Regions from separate parts of the Sus scrofa genome. Here region 1 is linked to region 2. Evidence: chromatin contacts called from public HiChIP or PLAC-seq data. All regions are on one chromosome and are shown on one strand. Each heading gives the region's core, a stretch centred on a gene start, on an enhancer-like site or on the middle of the called end of the contact. The rest is flanking DNA. Distances are from core to core; before and after follow the strand shown.

Region 1 (5,481 bases), core at 8-2,507, 110 kb before region 2:
GGACTGTAAAGAGAGAAGAATGAAGAAGTGATGACTCACCCAGTGGTGCTCGCGGGAAGATGTGAGGGTGTGGAAGGCTCTTGACCATGGCTGCTGGCTGCTTTGAGCTGGGCTATCCACAGTGATCTTGCTCAAATCCTTCCCCGTCCACTTACTTGACTCCAGACGCCATTAAAGTCATTCGACGGCTCCTGGCCTCCGGGAAGTAGAATGGTAGGTAGAGAGGTAAATTCAGTGTTCTCTTTTCTTTCTGTTTTTTAAATTATGGTCAAAAATACATAATATGAACCATTTTAAGTATACAATTCAGGGACATTAATTACATTCACCATTTATAGCCATCACCACCATTTAAAAAAATTTTCAACATACCAACCCAAAACTCTGTACCCATTAAGCATCAACTTCCTATTCCCTCTCCCCTCAAGGCCCAGTAATATCTGATCTACTTTCTGTCCCTCTAATTTGCGTATTCTAGATATTTCATACAAATGGAATCATACATTTGTCCTTCTGTGTTTGGTGTCTGGCTTTTTTTACTTAGCATGTTCATCCATGCTGTAGCCTGTGTCAGAATTTCCTTCCTTTTTTATGGCTGATAAATGATCTCCCGTATGTATCCACCACATTCTGTTTATCCTTTCATCCGTCCATAGACGCTTGGGTTTGTTCCACTTTTTGGCTATTGCGAATAATGTTGCTATGAACACAGATGTGCAAATGTCTGCTCTGGTCCCTGCTTTTACTTCTTTTGGGTATATGCCCAGAAGTGGAATATCTGGGTCGTATGGTAATTCTCTGTTTAACATTTCGAGGAACTTTTAAACCGGTCGTGTTTACTTTATGTTTGGTTGTAATGTTCTGTTTCAAAGGTCAAAGTTACTTTTGTAGCATTCTTTAAATTTTTGCCTCAATAAATAAAAATACTACGTCTTAAAGTATTTCTGAAGCAAAATAAAATCCTACTATTGAGTGGTGTGGAATTCAAGGGCAGGCGCTCTAAGAGTCCCCCTGGAAAGCCACATCCTGAAGGGAGGTCACAGCGTGCATGAAGATGCTGCCACCTTCTGTCCTAACGACCACCATCCACCACTGACGCTCCAATGGCGACCCTTGGGAGTAAGGTAGGGGCTGTCCTCAGAAATCCCAACCCCGGCTTGACCCCAAGGAATGCAGGTCAAGAGGGAAGGAGCTTGAGCGTGCAGGGCGGCCGCGTGGGCCCCTTGCAAGGGGAGCCTGGCCCTGCGCGGGCGCCTATGGCCGCCAGGGGGCAGAGAAGAGCCCGCCTTACCCAGCACCAGCAGGGCCAGGCTGGGGCCGCCACCTCCAGGGGCTTTCATCTCTGAAGCCCCTCTGCAGGCTGCAGCGGATTCCAGTCTCATCCCTCCACAAGCAGAAGTCTCAGCGCGGGGTGGGGGACACCTAAGGCACCGCCTACGATGTGAGAGAGGTGCGCCTGAGGGTCTCAGCTATCGCCCAGGCTTCAAATAGGAATACATTTGACCACACCTAATTTCTGTGACTGTGGTCCTGGGCTAAGGTGACCCTTCCGCGTGCTTCCTGCTAATTTCTCTAGGGTGGGCTCTCCTGAAGCGAGGGAGCATGCACCCCTGTCCCTGGCTGTCCCCTGCTCAGAAGTTAGATGGAATGAGAATGAATGAGTGAATAAATGAGAAAAAATGAGTTCATCCCACATGACGGAGAGAGAAGTGAACTGGGAGACTGGACCTCAGACTCAGGTGTCGACGTGGGCACTGATCCCATCCTGAAGAGGTCCAGGGCCAGAGATGCTGAGTTGATCCCCTTGAAATTTATTTGAAGGAATATGCAAGCACAACAGCCAGAATTGGGGGCTTTGGGCCATAATGCAAAATAGGCTATGAACTCAAATATATATTTGAAGATAGGACCCTAAGCAGGTCCATGTGCCAAGGGACCAAGGCCTCCTGACATCAACCTGCCAGTTACCTGACAGAGGATCTGTAAATGTTTCTAAGTTTTATTAAAAAATTCATTAAATTTCATCATTTTGATCTTTATACTCTGATATGAAAATTTCCTTGTTTCTAGGAAATACACACCTAAGTAATACAAGGGGCTTGAAGCTGCAAATAATTCAAAAATGGTTCAGAAAAAAGCACTTTTTGCCAAAATTGAAAATCAGAAGAAAAAATTTCATTTCAAAAAATCAGTAAACAGGGAGGAGGTATTTAAAGGTCTGTGGCGGGGGGGGGGGGGGGTACTAAGGGAAGTCAGCCCTGGGAGCCGGGAAGCCCTGAATTGTGGGCTTTTGGGTGCATCCATGACCCATAGAGTAGGGTCCAATGTAAACCCTAATCCAGGGTGGGCAGCAAGGAGAGAGGGGGAGAGGTGCAGTCTGTTGGGGCCAAGTTCAAGGGCTCCCTGGATGCAGGGAAGAAGGTTGGAGGCCAGGTGGAGCTCTACAAGCCAACACAGGAAGCTCAGAGATGGAGTGCGGGGTGTAGGTGAGTTGAGCTGATTCAAAGGCCCAGGTTGGCTGCAGAATTGATACCTCATTTACCACTAATCTCTAGGGGAAGACAAGTTTGTGGGGAAGCAGGGGTGCTGTTAGGCTCACAGTAGTTATCTGTGACCACAGTTGTGCATTCACCCTCCTGAGCCTGTTGCAATTCTTCCCTGAGATTTTTCAAACCGTCATGGGTAGAGCTCTTGTTCTCTTCTCTGGTTGAAACTGTAAAGATGTAAACCTGGAGTTAACTAAGTCTGTGGGTGGGGTCTGTGAGGACATCTGGTTTGAGTGAGGAGGGGGCAGTAAATAGAACATTCTGCATGATGCCTCCAGAAAACTTGACAGAGGCTTATGAACCTAAGAGCCACAGATTTGCTGGCTTTGTTCATGTTGTTACATAAGCCTGTAGAAACTCACACATTGGGACAAGATGTGTATAGAAATATTCACTGCAGCATTATTTCTGTCGATTAACCAGAAAATAGATAAGCAGCCTCCTGGTACTCCAGCTTTTGTACAGCCACTCCCCACACTGAACAGGGCCAACCTATATCAACAATAAGCAGCAATATTGCAGAAACGACTGTGATTTCCAAGGCTAGGTCATAAAAGACTTTGTGGCTTACACCTTGCTCTCTTCTTGGATCACTTGCACTTGTTCTGGAAGAAAACCAGTCATTGTGTCCCAAGGACATCCAAGCAGCCCTATGTAGCACATGCATAAGGGACTGAGGCCTCCTGACATCAAGGCCTCCTTACTGGTGATCTGACTGAGCCAATAAGGAGGCCCTCCAGCCGCAGTCAAGTCCTTAGATGAGGGCTGCAGCCCCAAGCCAACATCTTTAATGCTACCCTTCCGCCAGATCCACCTGGGGCTAATCCCTGACCTGTAGAAACTAAAAAACGGTGGTGTTACAGTTTAAAGTTTACTGTTACTTGAAGGGTAGTTGTTGCTTTGCATATACCAATCGATAGCTAATACAAATATTATATAATTATATAGTGAAATTTTAGTCTTCTTTTTTGCTTTTCAGGGCTACACTTGCAGCATATGGACGTTCCAAGGCGAGGGGTTGAATCAGAGCTACAGCTGGTCGACCTACACCACAGCCACAGCAACACAAGATCCAATCCCCGTCTGTTACCTACACCACAGCTAACACCAGATCCTTAACCCACTCAGCGAGGCCAGGGATCAAACCTGCATCCTCATGGATCCTAGTCAGGTTCGTTAACTGCAAACCACTGAGCCACAAAGGGAACTCCCTAGTCTTGGTTTTTGTTGTTGTTGTTGTTTTTGTCTTTTTAGGGCCACACCCATGGCATATGGAGGTTCTCAGGCTAGGGGTCTAATTGGAGCTATAGCTGCCGGCCTATGCCAGAGCCACAGCAATGCCAGATCTGAGCAGAGTCTGTGACCACAGCTCATGGCAACACCAGATCCTTAACCCACTGAGCAAGGCCAGGGATCAAACCCTGGTTCCTACTCTGATTTGTTTCTGCTGTATCACAACAGGAACTCCGCTTTTCCTCTATTTAAAATTGAAGTACAGCTGATGTACAATGTTAGGTTAATTGGTATAAAACAAAGTGATTGTTTCTTATAGATTCCTTTCAGATTCTTTACCGTTATATATTATTATAAGATATTGAGTATAGTTCCCTGAGCTATATATACAGTATAGGTCTTTGTTGATTTTACATATAGTAGTATGCATATGTTAATTGCAAACTCTTTATTCCCCCCTTTCCTCCTTGAAAACCCTGTTTGCTGCATCTGAGTGTTTCATTTTATCATTTTTTTTAGATTCCACATATAAGTGATATCACATATTTGTCTTACTTTGCTTAGTATGATAATCTTTAGGTCTAGCCACGTTGCTGCAGATGGCATTATTGCATTCTTTTTATGGCTAATATTCCATTAAGCATATATGCCACATCTTCTTTAATCCATTCTGGTCTGCTTGCTTTTAATGAGGGATTAAAATGGCCGTATCATAGAATTCTACTTTTTTTTTTTGTCTTTTTGCCTTTTCTAGGGCCACTCCTGTGGCACATGGAAGTTCCCAGGCTAGGGGTCAAATCGGAGCTGTAGCCACGGGCCTACCCCAGAGCCACTGCAGTGTGGGATCCGAGCTGCGCATCTGCGACCTACACCACAGCTCACGTCAATGCCAGATCCTTAACCCACAGAACGAGACCAGGGATTGAACCTGCAACCTCATGGTTCCTAGTCAGATTCTTTAACCACTGTGCCACGACAGGAACTCTAAATTCTACTGAGCTTTAACTGAGAATCTATGTGAACTCTATTTGGCTCATAGCAGGTACTCACCAAACACCTGCTGTACTCTTTGCTGACTTTGTTCCCTTGCCTCAATCTCCAAGTGAGTTTTCTCCCCTAATAAACAGGAATTCTCCTCCAGTTTGAATACTGTCAAAATGTTCACATTTGGTAGTGAGAAAGGCTGGGACCTAGGATCTGGGACCCTTTGCTGCAGTGCTTGCACCTGGATGAACATCTCCTCAAGCCAATAAAATACAAAGAAACTATAAGGGATTAAAAATAACTGCATGATTGTAAAATCAGCTATACTTTAGTTAAAAATAAATTTAAAAATACGGAGTTCCTGTCGTGGCTCAGTGGTTAACGAATCCAACTAGGAACCATGAGGTTGCGGGTTTGATCCCTGGCCTCTATCAGTGGGTTGAGGATCTGGCGTTGCCGTGAGCTGTGGTGTAGGTCGCAGACACGGCTCAGATCTGGCGTTGCTGTGGCTCTGGTGTAGGCCAGTGGCAACAGCTCCGATTCGACCCCTAGCCTGGGGAACCTCCACATGCCGTGGGTGTGGCCCTAGAAAAGACAGAACGACAAAAAAATAATAAAAATAATAACTGAAGGTATGCACAGTTGGGGCAAATTATGGACAAGATACAAAAAGACCAAAAATTTCAACTGCCACTTCTGAAGAGCTGGGAGCAAAAAG
Region 2 (5,491 bases), core at 2,319-4,818:
CGTCGTGGCTCAGCAGTTAACGAATCTGACTAGGAACCATGAGGTTGCAGGTTCGATCCCTGGCCTTGCTCAGTGGGTTAAGGATCTGGGGTTGCCGTGAGTTATGGTGTAGGTCACAGATTCGGCAGGGATCCTGCATTGCTGTGACTCTGGCATAGGCCAGAGGCTAAAGCTCCGATTGGACCCCTAGCCTGTAACCTCCTTATGCCGCGGGTGCGGCCCTAGAAAAGGCAAAAAGATCAAAAAAAAAGGATCTGGCTTTACAGAGAGCTGTGGTATAGGTCACAGATGCAGCTTGGATCTGGCATTGCTGTGGCTGTGGTGTAGGCTGGCAGCTGTAGCTCCAATTCAACCCATAGCCTGCGAACTTCCATACGCTGCACATGCAGCCCTATAAAAGCAAAAAGCAAGGGAAAAAAAAGACTTTATATATATATATATATATATATATGACTAGGTCACTGTGCTGTACAGCAGAAATTGGCACAACACTGTAAATCGACTATAATTTTTAAGAATTTTTAATGGATAAATTTAAATTTAAAATTTTTCAGGAGTTCCCACCATGGCACAGCAGAAACGAATCCGACTAGAAACTATGAGGTTGCGGGTTTGATCCACTAGCCTTGCTCAGTGGGTTAAGGATATGGCGTTGCTATGAGCTGTGGTGTAGGTCACAGACGCAGCTTGGATCTGGCATTGCCGTGGCTCTGGCACAGGCCAGCAGCTACAGCTCCATTTAGACCCCTAGCCTGGGGACTTCCACATGCTGCTGGTGAGGACCTAAAACGGCAAAAGACAAAAAATAAAAAATAAAATAAAATAAAATAAAATAAAACAAAAATTTTCAATCTCTATTCAAAAACTGAAGATAGCTTATTAGCTTAAAATATGAAACATGTTCTTAGCTGGTAATTTAATTAGGTAACAATATTGGTAAATCCCAGATTAGAGTCTATGGTGAACATATACACCATCAAATTATAAGAAGTCTGAAACCAACTCTATCTACTACTAACTTCACTCTGTCTAGTCATCTGACCACCCCTCCATTAAGACTTTATAAATCTAAGGCTTCCTGCTCTGTGTGTGTTGTCGTTGTTAACACTCAACAATTGCTCTAAGACCTGTCAGGAGTCCTACCTTGTCTCAGACCAGTTTATAAGTCCTCACATGTACTTATTTAAGATTATTTCTTTGGGAAAACACAAAAATCCAAATAATCAATTCCATAACAAACTTCTGAAACATCATCTATTATAATAGATATGTATTTGATACATAACTTACATCTCCAAATTAAAATCAGAAACCAAAAATTCTTAATTTTACACCATTATAAAATTCTTCTGTAAATTAAAATCCACTTGACATAAACACAAAATAAATTTCTCGGTTGTGAACTTCAATTCTGTGAGCCTAAGAGTGCCTGTGGTATTTTTAATAACTGTACTGAGAAGACCTGGCTCTATCATGTTGTCCCATCACAGGACACAATGCTACCTACCATATAAACCATCTATGTGGCCTCCACATTTATTTCAAAGCCCCACTTAAACCAATCTCCTCTAGCCCCACCCACTGAACAGCTGGGTGGGAGGAAAGACTGGATGGGATGAAAGATTGTTTCCTGCCCCACACCCCTAGCTCCCTCCTTTGCTATTTGGAGGAATAAGGGATCCAAGCAACACTGACTAGCTTAGTAACTGTTTATATCCTGCTAAGGCACTATCCTTCCTCCATCAGGATTCCGAGAAGATCTCGTGTACCTGTACACTTAATGCCTAAAAAGTTCCCTCCTCAACTTACTTTTAAACTTAGGGAGGGAGGGGCTGACCATACTCATCACCTGTTTGTACATGAATATGTAAAATAAGTAAAATGCTTCTGAATCTAGATTATCTGTTCATTTATATTACCAAGTGCACTCAGGAAGATATTCTACCATTTCATAAAAATAACAAAGCCAAAAGAAATCATAAAGTTGGATTACAACAAAGTCGCAAGGATAAATTATTTTAGTATCTAAACAAACACCTGGACGTTACAAATTCTTTGCCTACACTATGAAAACGCAGATTTGAAACAGTGTCCTCTCAAAATGTAACTTAGCAAAAGGAAATGTGTTAGAAAAAAACATTTATTTCCTACAATACACCCAGTATGAAATGGAACTCAGGAGTGGAAAATGTGAATGAAATGGCCCTGGTTCTTTTTCCAATGCGTAGGGGAGGAAAGGAAATGAAAAGGCTTCTTAAGAGAATAAATGAGAATACTGAAATGCTTCCAAAAATGAATTTCGTTAAATATCAACAGTCCGTATCTCCGACTCCCTCCCTTTTCCAGCGACCCTTCCCACCCTTTCCGCTCCTGGGGAGGGCGCCCTTCCTAAGCGCACTCTTTTACCATTTTCCTAAAAATTTAGCCCAAACCAGGCTCATTATCCTTCTTACTCAAGCCTCGCCCGCCATCCACCGGCCTTTGGGGCCGCGCCGGGGGCCGGGGGGAAGCCCCGAGAGGCGGGGAGAAGGTGCGAGGAGGCAGCGCGGCTCAGCCGCTGCAGCCGCCGCCGCCTCCACCGCAGCTTCAGCCTGGTGCATCCTTCTTCCTCCCTCCCCGCCGCCGCCCTCCCCGGGTCAGCCCACACAGCACCCTCACCCGGGCGCGCGCACACACCCCCACCCTCCTCTCCAGGCCCCCTCCTCCACGAGGGGAGCTCCGCGGCGGGTGCTGCGACCGCCGAGCGGGGGAAGCAGGGCCGCAGAACAGGCGGGCCAGGGAAAGACGACCCCGCTCGGGCAGCTCCGTCCGCGGAGGCCGCGGGTCCGGTGTGGCGGCTCACGTCTCCCGGCCCCCCATGCCCGCCCGCCGCGGCACAGGAAATGCCGCCGCCTCGGCTCTCCGCACATTCAATTCAAACTGTCACCGCCGCCGCCGCCTCCCCTCCCCCCGGGCCCGCCGCCACCGCGCCCCGGGCCCTTCGTCGCCCCCGCCCCACCTTCTTTCGCCGCAGCCCCCCGCCTTGCTCCAGGGCGTTACCCTCGCCCGGCCAGACGGCCGCAGAACCCTCCTGCGTCCAGACCCGCCGACCCGAGTCGCGACGGCCCAAAGCTGAGACTCACCCATGGTGCTGCTGTTGACGCTCCTCTCCTCAGCAGCAGCGGATCTCGCACTGACCGACATCCCCTCCCCCCTCCGCGACCAGCCCGGGAGCAGCGCAGCCCGCCGATTCTCCAAAGCCGCCTACGCCGATTTCGCGGCGTAGCCGCCCGGCGTCGCTGCCCCGCTTACGCAGACGACCGCAGGAGGACTCCTCCACTGGCTCTCGCCTGACTCCGACTCCCTCCCCCGCCCCCTCAGACTAGGCTTCCGGGCCCAGAGGCGGCTGGTTTCAATCTCGCGAGATTACTTCCTCGGCGCCCTGCCGACTTGCTCGTTTTTCGAGCATGACTTCATTGGCGTCAGCACTCTTTTGCTCTTCTGGTTTGGCCGCCATGTTAAAATTGGCGGGATTTGGCACCTTTGGGGTCACGGACATTCAGGCCTCTGTGCGTGTTTCTTCAACACTGCCTCTAAGGTTAACGCCTTACGTTTGTGGGTAAAAAGCCTGGGGACGCTGAGAGGGAGGGGCCGGTTGGGCGCGAGGGTGTGGTTTTGCCCGAATCAAAGATGGCCGCCGTAAATGCAGCCCCGCACAATTTCACGTCAGGTTTTGGAGCTGGGAGAGCCGCCGGATTGGCTTTAGCGCCTCCTTACGAAGTTGGCGTAAAGCAAAGAGGCGCCGCTGCAAGAGGCCAGAGCGGGAGGCTATGATTGGGGCGGGGCCGCGTCCACCCCTGGGCTCCTAGCTACTGACCTGGCGGCAACGCCCGTGCCAGTGAAGAGAGACCCTTAAAGGCAGGTGCCTATGCCCCAATCTATACCTGTTTACTCAGTTTGACTTTCGGAGTAGAAACTGAGATTAGGCCCTGGTTAACCCGACATTGCCCTCGCGCTGTCGCTTTCTGGTGGCCTGGCAGAGCCAAGAGGTCAGCTGCTGCAGCTTCCACTGCGGATTCTCCACGGTCACATTCATTCGTGTTGGCTTAGCTCGTTGGTGCAGGTTTGGTCCTCGTGGCGCTCGCACTCTATCTAGTTAAGGAAATGAATGGACACACGTGAAACTATTGGCTATCAGTTAAAGATTAATGAAGGGTTAAAGTGTGTGGTTAATTAGCAGTGAATGTCTCCGAGTCGTTGGAACCTTCGCCAAATACTTTCTAGTAAAAGTAGCCTCACTTTGCTCAGAGCAAACCCTGGTCTTTTGTACTTTCCTAAAAATTAATCGCTGTCTTAATTCATGCACACGAGTTATCTTTCCTGTTAAGCTGTATGTTATGGAGGATTTTTTTTTTTTAGTTTATAATATTCTGTTAATTTCTGCTGTACAGCAATTTCTGCTGTGTATCTGCTATACACAGATACACATTCTTTTTTTTCACATTATCCTCCATCACAAGTGATTAGCTATAGTTCCCTGTCGTATGCAACGGAGCAATTGTATATGAGCTCGCACAAGCGTGTTCATAACAGCATTGCGTGTGTGTGTGTGTCGGGGAGTGTAGTTATCTGGGAGTTGTTTGTTTGTTTTGGCTGTTCTGGGGATGGGGATGGACCCCACAGCCACAAACTGTAACCAGAGTCACAGCAGTGACAATGCTGAGATCCTTAACCCCGAGCCATGAAGGAGCTAATTTCAATGTCCATTTACAGGAGAAGGAATGAATAAGTTACATCATTGGACAGACTGACATACACAGAATGGTAAAAATGGAAATTAATGAGAAGCTACTAGTATTAATTTGGAGTTCATTAACATAATATTGAGAGGGGGGAAAACAACTCACAGAAGATGTATATGGTATACCATAAATAAAAGTTTGAAAATAAACTGTGAGATCAAACTGAAAATCATATAAGGAAGTTGTAGATACCAATTCAGAATAGCAGTTACTTCCTAAGAGGAATAGAAGGGAAGGTAACTGAGTTCACTTGTAGTATGTTTTATTTTCCACCAAAAGTAATACGCAAAAAAATGTGGCAAAACCTTAAAGGTAGCTGGAGGATACATGGGTGTTAAATTGTAATTATTTTCTATACTCTTGTTGAAAGGTTTCCAAGTAATTTTTTTAATAAAGGAAATTTTACCTAAGGAAACAACTTATTTTGTGTCTTAATATTGTTTCTTAAAACTCCATTTGTGCCGAATTGCTCATAGAGTGTGTTACGATGTCTGCTCAACCAATCATTGTGTTAAATTTCTGAAGTTTCACATGAGCGTTTTACTTTAGGAAACTGTAATAAATATCTCCTTTGAAGAAGGCAGTGCAGCAGGGAACTTAGACATGTAGCATCTGGAGTCACATCACCTGGGTTCAAATTCCAGCTTTACCACTTACTAGCCATATACATACGGATAAGTTGCTTTAGCTTTCTGTGATCCGGCTTCCTC

What was found. HiChIP or PLAC-seq counts read pairs in DNA pulled down with a chosen protein or histone mark.
Region 1: a contact with region 2 is called in an H3K27ac HiChIP or PLAC-seq map of skeletal muscle. The contact joins the enhancer-like site here to the promoter of SEPT7 in region 2. A contact is called at or near these places in 11 of 47 Hi-C or Micro-C datasets (embryonic fibroblasts, epiblast stem cells, fetal heart ventricle and 7 more) and 2 of 2 datasets of contacts at active chromatin or transcription factors (alveolar macrophages and skeletal muscle).

The regions. Positions count from the first base shown.
Region 1 is chr18:38,072,389-38,077,869 of Sscrofa11.1, forward strand. No RefSeq gene overlaps it. Among named protein-coding and RNA genes, the nearest start is that of SEPT7, 110 kb to the right of the region's middle. Within about 2 kb of position 1,258, at least 26 of the 83 cell types and tissues checked have an H3K27ac peak or open chromatin away from gene starts, as enhancers often do. A contact at or near this core is called in alveolar macrophages, embryonic fibroblasts, liver and 3 more, where this site is marked.
Region 2 is chr18:38,179,786-38,185,276 of Sscrofa11.1, forward strand. SEPT7 (septin-7) reads right to left here and starts at 3,569. Exons shown (of 14, transcript XM_003360171.5): 1 at 3,123-3,569; 2 at 1,588-1,589. The coding sequence starts at 3,183.